Linked DNA regions of Mus musculus: all the other regions are linked to region 3. The links are chromatin contacts, called in public HiChIP or PLAC-seq and promoter capture Hi-C maps. All regions are on one chromosome and are shown on one strand. The core of a region is the stretch at or near the end of the contact, and the rest is flanking DNA. Distances in the headings are between cores, read along the strand shown.

What was found. Promoter capture Hi-C pulls out the DNA fragments that hold promoters and counts their contacts. HiChIP or PLAC-seq counts read pairs in DNA pulled down with a chosen protein or histone mark.
Region 1: a contact with region 3 is called in an H3K4me3 HiChIP or PLAC-seq map of embryonic stem cells, with 18 read pairs. The contact joins the promoter of Rnf139 here to the promoter of Mtss1 in region 3. A contact is called at or near these places in 5 of 39 promoter capture datasets (the C10 cell line, the HPC-7 cell line, cranial neural crest and 2 more), 7 of 484 Hi-C or Micro-C datasets (CD4 T cells, CD8 T cells, cerebellum and 2 more), 6 of 115 datasets of contacts at active chromatin or transcription factors (the SCID.adh cell line, bone marrow-derived macrophages, effector CD8 T cells and 3 more) and 2 of 9 other capture datasets (adipose tissue and liver).
Region 2: a contact with region 3 is called in a promoter capture Hi-C map of embryonic stem cells, with 2.7 times the contacts expected there. The contact joins the enhancer-like site here to the promoter of Mtss1 in region 3. A contact is called at or near these places in 5 of 39 promoter capture datasets (the C10 cell line, the HPC-7 cell line, cranial neural crest and 2 more), 2 of 484 Hi-C or Micro-C datasets (CD4 T cells and bone marrow-derived macrophages), 14 of 115 datasets of contacts at active chromatin or transcription factors (bone marrow-derived macrophages, embryonic basal ganglia, embryonic forebrain and 7 more) and 1 of 9 other capture datasets (adipose tissue).

The regions. Positions count from the first base shown.
Region 1 is chr15:58,886,970-58,890,950 of GRCm38.p6, forward strand. Rnf139 (ring finger protein 139) reads left to right here and starts at 2,260. Exons shown (of 2, transcript NM_175226.4): 1 at 2,260-2,525. The coding sequence starts at 2,345. It also overlaps a transcript of Tatdn1 not described here.
Region 2 is chr15:59,332,630-59,336,574 of GRCm38.p6, forward strand. Washc5 (WASH complex subunit 5) reads right to left here. Exons shown (of 29, transcript NM_153548.3): 27 at 2,459-2,612; 28 at 989-1,076. Among named protein-coding and RNA genes, the nearest start is that of Sqle, 20 kb to the left of the region's middle. Within about 2 kb of position 1,307, at least 27 of the 459 cell types and tissues checked have an H3K27ac peak or open chromatin away from gene starts, as enhancers often do.
Region 3 is chr15:59,080,334-59,084,430 of GRCm38.p6, forward strand. It overlaps Mtss1 (MTSS I-BAR domain containing 1), which reads right to left and starts at 1,693. Exons shown (of 15, transcript NM_144800.2): 1 at 1,123-1,693. The coding sequence starts at 1,194.

The DNA.
Region 1 (3,981 bases), core at 1,010-3,509, 190 kb before region 3:
TTTTATACACCCTACTTTTAAAGTACCAGAACTTGGGAGGCAAACACAGGTGGGTGTATAGAAAGCATTTGAGGCCAGCCTGATCTATGTAGCTAGTTCCAAGCTGACTTGAGACCCAGATTTTAAGAAAAAAAAAAAAAAAAAAGCTACTAAGAAGCATTTGAATAATTAATGACAGACAAAAGGCTTTTGACTCATTAATGAGTGTTATCTTTGAACACAGGTATTCTGTGTATATTGCTTGTGTGTCAGTGTGAATATTGTCATAACAGACAAGATAGATGCGTATTAGTTTGTACTTTCAGATCATATTTTATTCTCTATTTTTGAATGGTAATAATACAATTCTCCCCCTCTCTCCTATCACATTTTTACTTTAGTGTTTCTGGACCCTCTTCTCTGTAAGAGCTTCACTCTTTTGACTTTAATTACACTGGGGGCATAATAAGAGAGGGATGAGTAGCTAATTTAATCCCTGAGGTTCCCTATGTAAGATTGTGTCATTCTTTCACTAAGGTTGCCTTCCTCTGGGGACGTTGTCATAGCCACAAGGTTAGTCTCTAGCCATGCAGTTTAGGAAAGTTACCCAGAGTTTCTAGAGTAGATCTGAAAAGGTAACCATCTGGTGGTCTTTTAAAAAATAAAATAAACCAGAGAAAGGTCTTGAGTTAGGATGGTGACAGCGGCTATAGGAAGGATAGGACTCAGTTACAGAATTTGGCTGTGGGTGAAAGAAGCAAAACAAACCGAAGTTTTAAGCTTTAAGATACCATTAGGTTCAAACTCTGGTTTTGATTCTTGTTGGTCTGGGGCATACACAGTCCCACCTGTTAGCACCTTTGTGATCTTGCAATTCGTTTTATCTAAACCAGTCTCAACCTTGATAAAACAGGTAGAGCAAATGCCTATCGTAATAGCTGATATAGAGGCTTTGGTAAAAGAAAACCGGGGCCTACAGTGCCTCGTATACAGATGGAAGAGGGGAAAGTGAGCAAACAAAGCCCAAACCACAAAACTGGGTGGAGGTGCCATCTTCCTGCTCCAAACACCTTCCCCCAAAAGGGTTCTGTTAAAGTCTGATAATTTTATTTACAGACCTCCTCCCTGTGCGGGTGTGGGGTGGAGTGGGAAGGGAGGTCCAACTTCTAGAGTCCTGCTGTAAACTGGCTTGTGCGCTTTGAGCTAGGAGCCCAAGTCAACCAGGCTTCCTGGTTTGCGATTTTGTGTTCCTTAAACCAAAACAGCTAAGTCTACAGTTCAGCCTCTGACCTTACTCTCTTCCTTTGCTGGAGAAGGAACAGAGAAACAACAGCCAGGTCATACCAATTCCACTGATAGGCAAGAAAGAGCGGCGAAAGAATGCGCTCAACTCTGATTAAGGATTTATCCAGGACAAGGATAAATCAAAGACCTCAGAGAGTTCTGGGTTCTTGCTCGTAAGTCAGGCTCCGAAGCCATTAATAAAATGTGCATGACCGTCCACGGGGACAGGGAGGGAGATGTGTAAACAGATGCGAGTGTGTTTTTCTTGGCAACACCTAACAACTCAAGGCCAGTGCCAAGTCTGGCTGGGATCGCCCTGTGCAGCCTCGCAGGTTATTTCCCCTGCCATTCCTCAGGCCTGGCCTCTGGGTGGGGAGAGGCAGGTAGGCAGGGCGGCGTCCTCCAGCTTTTCATCTCCCAAGCAGGACGAGGCGAGTTCAAGGGACACTCACTGGGCTCTACTAGACATTTAACACTGTCGGTGCGCAGTAGCCCAGCATCCCACGCTCGGGGCACGCCAACACCGAGGGGCAGCCACTCACAGGCGCTCGGGCGCTGGGACGCGGCGGGCCGGCGACGCGAGCGCCACCCCGCGGCGAGGCGAGGCGAGGCTAGGCGAGCCGAAGCGGGCGGGGACCATGGCAACGCTCGAGGCTCGCCGGGCCCCGCGTGCTGACGCTGCGCGGCGCGCCGGATTGTGACGCAGGGCCGCGGCGCCGGCTCCGCGTTCTCGAGTGACCGCGGGCGCCGCCTCGGGGGCCTCGCAACGGCAGCAACGGCCGAGGCAGGCGGGGTCAAGATGGTGGCTCCGCTGGCGGGGGAGGCGCTGGAGGGAGGAGGAGCCAGACCCTAGCCGGCCGGAAACACCGACGCCCCGAGGCCTCCCGGCAGCCGCTGCCGCCGCCCCCTGCTCCACCGAGGGACGCGAGCGGGCGGCGGGGCGGGCCGGGCCGGGACACAGGACAGGAGGCGGCCGGGGGCGGAGCCACTTTCGTCGGCGCCCGCCCCGGCCGCGGCCCCGGGCCTCCCCCGCGCCGCCCTGCCTGGCCCGGCCCGCCCAGCCCCGGTGTGGCAGCGGCTCATGGCGGCGGTGGGGCCCCCGCAGCAGCAGGTGCGGATGGCCCAGCAGCAGGTCTGGGCGGCGCTCGAAGTGGCGCTCCGGGTGCCCTGCCTCTACATCATCGACGCCATCTTCAACTCCTACTACGATTCCAGCCAAAGCCGGTTCTGCATCGGGCTTCAGATCTTTCTCCGGCTCCTTGGTAAGGACGGCGTAGGGCTAGCCCGCTGGCCGAGGCGTGCCCTCTCCCAGGCCGACGGGAACGGCAGGGCACTGGTGGCACGCGGCTTGGGGAACCACGGTCTGGTTCCCCAGAGGGCCTTTTGGCGGGGGTGCGGGGACCCGTGGTACTCGTGCCAGCGTTGACAGCTGAGTGGTGCTGGCGGGTCTGTGCCCTGCTCGGTTGGCACCTGGATGGGCGAGGAGAAAGCACGGCTGTGTGAGCATGCGGCTGTCTGTCTGCTGTTTCTCTTGGGGAATGACTGCTGGCTTCCAGCGTCCTATGCGACAGCCCTGGAAAAACAGCTCTCCGGGTCTCGCCGTGTGTGACCTTGGACTTGAGCCAGAGCTTGAGCCCCCTGTCTACCCATTTCACAGTGCAGAATACGTTGTCACTTCTGTGTCTTGGAGTCCACCGGATCGTGAAGTACTTGAGGTAAATGGCCACTCAAGCCATGAATGTCAGTCCTTGAAACCATTTCCAAAAGTCACCGCGAGGAAGGTTATACTTACAACGAACCCCTAAACTCTTTCTATGAGTAAATAATAAGGTGTTGGATGTGACTATGAAAGCTTACCATCCCAGGGTGATGAGACATCTGTGGGAGACTAGAAAGATCAGTCTTCATTTCATATGGATTGAGTGCTAAAAGTATTTTATATTTCACTTTCTATTTCTCTCTGTGCTACATACCAGAAGTGAGAAACACATAAAGAGATCTTTTCCAGATAATTACAGCTTGGCAGGTTTTGTTGATGAGATCATTACGATGAGTTTTTAGGTGGGTTCTTGCTATTGAAAGGTTGGGGGTGCGGGTACCTGGTAGTGAGGTCCTGACCAAGACCTTGAGAAGTGCGAGCGCCTCTGCTGCCTTATTCTCCCAGAAAAGGAGCGTCAATAAAGAAGCAGTTTTGTTCTTGGCAGTAACTCTTCTACATTTGTCTGCTAGAAAGCATTCTCACAGGTTTTACCTAATCCGTCGGTCACTCCTCAAAGGTGGATCGTGTTATTTAGACTTTACAGGTGAGGAAATGAGGTTGGAGAAGTTAGGTGTTTGGTTTCTGGTGCACAGCTGGTGTTTGCCAGAGCGTTAGAAAGGCTTCTGGTGTTCAGGGATGGTTCCCTTTTGTTCTTCCTCAGTGTGCGGAGATGCAGTACCCAGCGCTGTGACCCCGCAGTGCTCACCTTAAAGTTAACAAGAAAGAAAAAGTGGTGGTGATACTCTTCAAGCACAGGGCTTAGTGTCATCTACTGGGGATACAAGTTAGTCGTTCTGCTCTTCTTTATTAAAGCCACTTCCACCATTCTCTGTGTTCGAGAGGAGTCTGCATAGTCATCTCAGAGATAGTACATACAGCCACTGCCTTGAATGTCTTCATGGCATAATAACCGCAGATTCTGGCAACTTTGGGGGGACCTGAGGATTTAATGCATTTCC
Region 2 (3,945 bases), core at 57-2,556, 250 kb after region 3:
CGAGAGACAAAGGAGAAACCCAGAGGCCAGAGGAAAACAGGAAGGTCTGGAAAGGCCTGCATTCCTTAACTGCTTTGAGGAGGAGGAAAAGGAGGAGGAGGAGGAGGGTGGCATGGAGGTGAGGTGGGGGAATGGAACAGGTGATCTCTGTGAGCTAGAGAAACATTTGCAAAACACTGTGTGTGTGTGTGAGAGAGAGAGAGGAGAGAGAGAGAGGGAAGAGACAGAATGTGCATAAATATTGTATTAAAGACATTTAAAGAGAGACTTAATCATGAGATAGGAGACCAGAAACAAGACAAGAAGACTGGATTCAGCTCATCATGGGAAAGGCTGATGGACCTTGCAATCTCATGATACTTTTGCAAAATCTAGGTATACCCTTGTACATGGATTAGGAAACATCGGCATGCTTTTGTATTGTGTATGTTAATCTCTAGCAAGTAAATTCCTACCAGTGCATTTCTGGGACTCTGGGGTGATTACACCATTGAAGCTTTAAAGCACAAAGCTAAATTCCCCTTAAAGACAGAGGTTGCTATTTTCCCATTCACATCATGGAGAATAAACTCTTCCAAACCCAGAGCCCAGAGCCCAGAGCCCCATGTCTCTCACTTGGGAGTCTAGCTTGGTTTGCACCTGGATATAAGTAGGGCCGAGCCTTCCCCAAATGCTTATCCTGCTTGTACTTTACTAAAACTGCCTGTTAATATCTACCCATCTCCCTTCTGAACACAACAGTATCAAGGAAATGTCCACTTTTTTTGGTTTATAGTTAATAGTTCCTGTTTCACCTCTCTCTTGTTTTTTGTGTTTTTCGAGAAAGGGTTTCTCTGTGTAGCCCTGGCTGTCCTGGAACTCACTCACAGGAAGACCTGTGCAGCGGACGTCAGGGCGCAGCCGTGGAGGGCTGAGGCAGCCTACAGGACTTCTTTTCTAACAGCTTTGGGTATGTCATCACTGTCATCGTTTCCTGTCGAGGGCTTACCCTTCGGGGGAGTTTTGTATACCGAACATAATCCTCCAGGAAGAGAAGGGCGCCCACAGCATCTGCAGGCATTTCAGGCATCTTCTGGCTGTAAAAGAAGTCTGGGTCAGCTAGCTGCTTTGTTATGTTAACACATCCTTCCTTGAGCAGTACACCAAGTCTAACAAACCCACAGGGCACCCTCTTGATTCCTATGAAGTAATTAACCTGCTCTTATTTAGGAACCAATCCTACAGGAAACAAGCTAACAAGGAGCTGGTAGGTAGGTCAGGGGTAAAGGCACCTGCCTCTAAGGGTGATGGCCTTGGCTCCATGCCCAGAACCTGTGAAGGAAGGAGAACTGGCTCCCTAAAGCCTGTCTTCTGACCTCCACATGCTTGCAGTGAGTGGAACATGTACATAATGTGTACACACACAGGCTAATAGGTGTAATTAGAGAAAAGCAAAGCCAATCGTAACCTCGCCTCTGGCTTATAACTTGGTCTTGCTGTCTGTCTAGAGTCTGGACAGACAGGTCTACACTCTAGAGTCATCTATCTCCCTTTGATGTCCTTCAGACTCCATGAGACAATCAATGCCTGTCAACGCCCACACATCCCCATCCTCTCGGCCTTCAGCTACATTTGTTTGCACACCCATTTGAAGTAAATGAGTAGCTGGGACTGGTGTAGCAGACCTGCAATCCCATCTACTCTGAAGGCAGATGCAGGAAAATTTCAAATACAATGTCCACCTGGGCTACAGACTAAATTCAGGGCCGGGCTGGGAAACAGTGAGACAATGTCTTGAGAAGCCAAAGGAGGGCTCAGCTTCAGAGCTCTTAGCTGATGCATACAAGGTCATAGCATAGCAGAATGATCTGCTATGTGGGCAAAAATAACCAAATGGCAATCCGCTAACTTCATGTTCAGCTAGGCTGACCCTTTCAGGCAGCACGGAGTGGAGCTGACACAGTGTCCTAGGGCCATGACTTTTGTTTGTTTTGTTCTATCCTAGAAACCCCACAAGTGAACAGAAGGGAGCATAGATAGCGCTTGCAGAAACTGAAGGTTTACGTTTTGTTCTCTAACAGCACCTTGCGATTCCTGTTTTGTTATACACCATTAACAAAGACTTGCCTGGCCATGAAACTGAGGTATCACTTCCTTCCATGTCTTAGAGGCAGAGGAGCAGGAATGAAGAGAGATGGAACCAGCATGGCAGAGGCACAGGTCTGCTTGCCTTCTCACCATGTCTCCTATCTCCACCAAGACCCAGGCTTACACAGCCCCGGCCAGAAGAACGACAGGGCATTTCCTGGCGGGGAGCACAGGAGGAGCACCTGGTGCTCGCTCCTTGTCCTGACTTGTTTGGAGACCTCAAGCATCATCGCCAGTCCTGTCAGGACAGTGATGAGAGGCATTTGTCCTGACAGGTCGCAGTCCCTCTTTGTGGCATTAAGTTCCACTATTTCTGACTGGCCCTCTGTACCTTGTGCACTGCTCCATTGTGGAGCGAATAAACTGGCCAATCAGTGCCAGGAATTGCTCGGTGTACCGGGAGTGGAACTGCTTCAGCAGCGTGAGCAGACCTAGGACGAGCGGTGGCCAGTCAACAGGGTCGGCAGGCTTCCGGCAGACCATGCCTGTGAGGGAACAAGTTACAATACCCAGTGAATTACTTGCTTTTGACAGTGTCCACTAAATATCAGCCCTCATCAATATCATCACTGCTGGCAGGAGACTATTTTAAGGAAACAGTAGTTCTGGGCTACCTCTAAATCTAGCTGTGGGGTTGGTAGGACATTCTAACAGTCTAAAGACTTAGTTTTTATCATTACTGTTGATTTTGTTTTGCACTATTCATACCTCTATGGTAGAGATTTAAGATGTACATTAATGTGAATAAGAAAACAGAAATCACCTCCAATTGACATCAGTTAATGGCAGCATGGTATTCTAGATACCCAGAAGCATCTTACTCAGTAAACTCAGCTAAAATCTGGGTGAAATGCTTTAAACTTGTGTGTAACAACAGTTCTGAGTGTTGGTGAGGACAGAATCTGCTGAGGTCAACTGAGTGGAAGAAGGGTGGCACAGATGTGCCCCAACACCACGCTTTGGTTGCCCACTTGGAACTTGTGTAAAATCTTGCCTGCGTGGCTATGCTGAGGAGGGGGTGGAGTTTAGGGTGGGGAAAGGGAAGAGGATGAACCTGCCCCCACTTTACACTGGAGGCGAGAAATAACGTGGATGGTTCATAAACCTTAAAGTAAAAGTTGAAACTACAGCGTTTCTAAAAATGACCTGGGAAACCAAAGTCTTCGAGAAAACATTTAATAGTCAAAGGGTCTGAGTGAGGCTCATTTCTAATCCGAAGACTCAGTGTCCCACCTCTAGTCGGTCCCACCAATATGAACAGGTGGACAGAGTGCCTGTGAGCACTTGGTGGGAAGAGGCCAAGGTAGAATTCAGTCAACACTGTGCCTCCCTTCCCCAGCGAGTACTGCTAAAGGGCCATGCCTGGCAACAGGGGGCACTAACAGGAACTGTCAGAGGAACAAGGCCTAGAACTAGTGACTGTTTCTGAATGAGAGGAATAAAAAACAAAACAATAACAACAAGAAAACAAACCAAAAACAAAAATGTTAGGCTCTAAACAGGATTCACTTTAAAAACATTTTAGGAGAGAGGAAGAAGGATAAAGAAGTGCTTAAGGACATAGTAACAGTCTTGCTGGTAGAAATGTTCTTATAGTGCCACTTACTGAATGACTGCAGTGCTAGGTGCTTGTAAAACCAATGAAATGTTAGAGAGCATTAAAAAAAACTTGCGGACTGGCGAGATGGCTCAGACGTTAAGAGCACTGACTGCTCTTCCAGAGGTCCTGAGTTCAATTCCCAGCAACCACATGGTGGCTCACAACCACCCGTAACGAGATCTGACACCCTCTTCTGGTGTGTCTGAAGACAGCTACAG
Region 3 (4,097 bases), core at 443-2,942:
ACAAAAGCTTCCCCAGGCGCCAGGCAGCGGCTGAAGAGGGGCTGTCCACACCCACTCGCCAACACAGCTTTCCAAACCTGCCCACTCTTTTGGAAGCCGAGCGCTTAATTAAACACCACCTCCCCGGATCTGTTGAGGCAGACTGGGGCTGGCCTCGAGCCAAAGAGAAGCTCCCTAAATACACTGGAAAAAAATGCCCCCCACTACCGCCCCCAATTCCCACTTCCAGGCAGCTCCTGGAACTGCTTCTATCTTATTAGGGTGGGTAACCTAAGTCACGGTGTACCTCTGAGCACCAGAAAACCCACAATCGAGGATCAGGTTATCTCCAGTCCCACCCTTTGCAGGAAAAGGCTAGGGTTGTTCCCCGCCCCCAACACACTCGCGCGCACTCACACGCACACACAATCCTTCCCAGAGAAGAGTGGGGTGTGGATGTGTGTTTGAGAGAGCTGGGTATAGTAGTTTTGGAAACCTCAACCTTGCCTTCCTGTTGTGAGCCTCTCAGGCTCGGGGTCCCTGGGAACTTCTGCGCCAAGCCCCGGGGGAGGGTATGGGGAATGCAAGGAACACCATCAGCAGCTCTGGAACAGACTAATTAATAACTAATTTGCTCAGATTCCCCTACTCCAGGTAGACCTGAAAGCCAAGCTTGTAACAACCCTGCCACCCAATCTCCCAGGCCGGAAGACTCTTTCCTGCAGCCAAGCAGGGGCCCCCACTACCGCTCCACCACCGCGCCAAGCACTCCACCCCAAACCCAGGGAGTCAGGTGTCCTCCAGGGCGTCCATCCTCCACGGGTCGCAGACACTCAGTCCAGGGACAGACAATGGAAAACTTGGAACTAGGGCCCTAAACCCCCAAAGGAACAAGATGGTGTCGCCCCCTGGGATTATGAATGCAGGGGTTGGTAAGTGGCATCAGACTCTCCCCCACTAGCCCCCGGGAAGTCGCCTGCCCAGTGACCCAGCACAGCCGGAGCAGTGCGGCGGGTAAGAAGGTGACACCCGGGTCGCCAGAGCTCCCGCAGGTGGCCGGCAGCGCCGGCGAGGGCCAGGCCGGCCGCGGTGGAGGGGAAGCCCCGCGGCGAGGTCAGAGCAGCCGCGCCCCCAGCGTCCTACCTTCATGTCGCTGATGATGGTCTGGAAGAGGCCTCCAAGCGCGCTGCATTCCTTCTCGATCACAGCCTCCATTTTCCCGGCGCGGCGGGGACAGGACACGCTCTCGGGGCGGCTGCACTGCGCACGGGGCCGGGCTCGCTCAGCCCGGGAGCGGTTTCACCCTGGGAGCGACCTACCTCCGGCTCGCCGCCGGTTTTGCAGAGAGCACGCGGTGCTCGCAATTTACTGCACTCTGCCCCCCCAAGTCCCAATCCAAGACGCCCAGCCGCTCCGGAGGGCGAGTCACCTATGTGCAGTGCTCGGCTCCTGGTCTCAAAAATGCCCGGAGAAGACTGACAATCAAGCCACCAAGAGTGCCCACGACGGAAAAGGCGAAGCCCATCTTGGTGCAGAGAAAACCGCCCGCTGACCCGGGGCCAGCGCCATTTACGAAAAAAAAAAAAATGTCTTCCAAATATAATTTTTTTCTGAAACTCCAAAATAAAGAAAGAGAGAACGAAAAAGGGCAGCAGCAGACGAGGTCAGCTCGCGTCGCCCGGATCTGTTGCTCGCAGACGCGGCCGCCGCCTCCTTTTTACTCCTGTGCGCCCGGCCCCGCGCTCGCTCTGGCGGTGCTCCCGGGGATGTTGCGAGGAGCGCACGCGCGCTCGCGACCGTCTGGCGCGGGAGCGCGGGGGAGGCGCGCGCCCGCGGCTCGTGCGTGAGCCGCCCGAGGGCGGGGCTGGGAGCGCGCGCTGGCTGAGAGGCGTGCAGAGCGCCTGCTGCAAGGAGGAGCTGGCGGGAGGGTAGGCGAGCCCGGTGTGCGTCTCCCGGACGTTCAGAGCGCCTCGTGCGGCGAGGGTCTCTGAGTGGAGAGGGCGAGTGAGCGCCCAGCCGCCCACAATGGCAGCTAGCGTGCAGGGAAGCCGCGCTGCACCTCCGGCCCCGCCCCTCGAGGGACCTGCAAGGTCGGCACGTTGAGCGCTGCGCCCCGCACCTGGTGAGCGACCAGTGAGGCGGGAAAGCTGTTACTGCTGTCGCTGCTGCAGCCTCTGGAGAAGAGGCCTCTTCGATGATGTCAGGACTGCAACGCCCGAGTCACGGCTGCAGGGAGCCAGCTACAAGATTAGGGAGAGTCTGGGAAGAGTATCCTGCGGTGGGATGCTGAGTTCCAGAAAGTTGCAGGGCGCTAGATTGATCTGCTGAGGCTGAGCGAACGCAAAGGGCATCAGGGTTCCTAATCACTTGCCCATCTGTCTGTACAGATCGTTGGCTGCATATGGCTGGAATGCTGATGGTTTTCCAGCCAGGGTTGCCATAGCCACAGAAAACCCCCTTGAGAAGTTTTTAAAAAGGGCACCAAAGACTGAGGTGGGCTTGATAAATGTGTCCCTAGCATCTCTGCCTAACTCCGTAGCCAGGAGCACTTATTCTGACGTCTTCCGGTGTCTGGTAGGGGATCAAATGGGCAACTTGTAAACGATCTTAAAGCACCTAATTGAACCGTTTGCAAGAGTCAACGGAACCCGTGTCGAGCTTGACCAAAAGGATCCTGTCAAATGCTGTAGTCCCAATTAACTCAGTTTAGTAAGTCATTCTTTCAACACTGATCAAAAGAATGTAGGGAACTCTGCACAGAACACTGATGTTTGTATTTTCCTTCAGGTCACTCTCCCTGACATCTGGAGAGGCCAAACCTTCTGTAAGTCACTTCTGTGCAGCAACCCTGCTGCTTCCGGCCCTTAAGGAGATTCAGTTGCAAATACCTCACCTGCACCTTGCCCATATTAGTACTTGACACGTGCTGTGTTCTCCGGAATTGTTTTTTTTTATGTTAATGTCGCTGTTATTATAATGATCCAAGTCACGGGACTGGCTGGTACAAGCTCCATTTTACAACCCATGAACCCTGTGGCCTTGAGTAAGTTATCTGAGCCCTCTGGGCCACAGTGTTCTCCTTGGTAACCAGGAGTGATGGTGGTACTTACCTGATAGCTGTCTTAAGCATTGCACGAGCTAATAAGTGAAAATGCTTCAAGTGGTATTTGATACAAGGGAAGTCAACACTCAGGAAATCCTCAATAAAAGTAGGCCAGGCCAAGAATCAAGTGCAATCTAGCTTCAGATCACCTATTGCAAGCCTGCAGTGTTGGCATGTGGTCACCGCAGAGTGCATTCTGCAACTTTATGCACTACAGCTAATTGAAGGTCCTTGTTTTTGTTGGTGGAAGAAGTTGGACCTGCCTTTCTGCCAAACTCCAAACAATATCCCTCAACTGCCCCTACCCACTTCTTGGTTCCTTTTCCCCCTAAGCTCCAACCGGGTTCAGTACTGACTTAGTTGTCCTCTCTTAAGACCAACACTAAGTTCTTTGAAAGGGGCTGTGTGGAAGGCTTCCCCCGAGAATTACAGACGCCCACCTCCATGAGACTATCCAGTTTTGGGTGAGGGAGGGGATCCAGGGCATTGCTTTCTCTCTGCTAGGCAAACACTGCACCAACTGAGAATTACATGCTAGCCCCCATGTTTTGTGTTTGAGATTTTTGAGCCAGGGTTTCAGTCTAAAGCCACACAAGCCCGGAACCCTTGCCAAGTCACCTGCCTCTGGCTCCCGGGCACTGGAATTGTGGTGCTACACCACCACGCCTGGCTTTTGGCAGTTTTAGATTGGAATCTAGCTGCTCTGTAAAGGGGTGTTGGAGAAATGAAAATGATGGGGTCAGACTGACTTACATTACACTAGATTCTGCTGTATTCCAGCTGCTTCCTAACTTTTCCTCCCCTCTGGCACTGAGTGCTTGCTTCTTTTTTGTTTGGGTTTCTCTGTGTAGCCCTGGCTGTCCTGGAACTCACTTTGTAGACCAGGCTAGCCTCGAACTCAGAAATCCACCTGCCTCTGCCTCCCAAGTGCTGGGATTAAAGGCGTGCACCACCACTGCCTGGCTTTTTTTTTTTTTTTAAGATTTATTTATTATTATACATAAGTACACTGTAG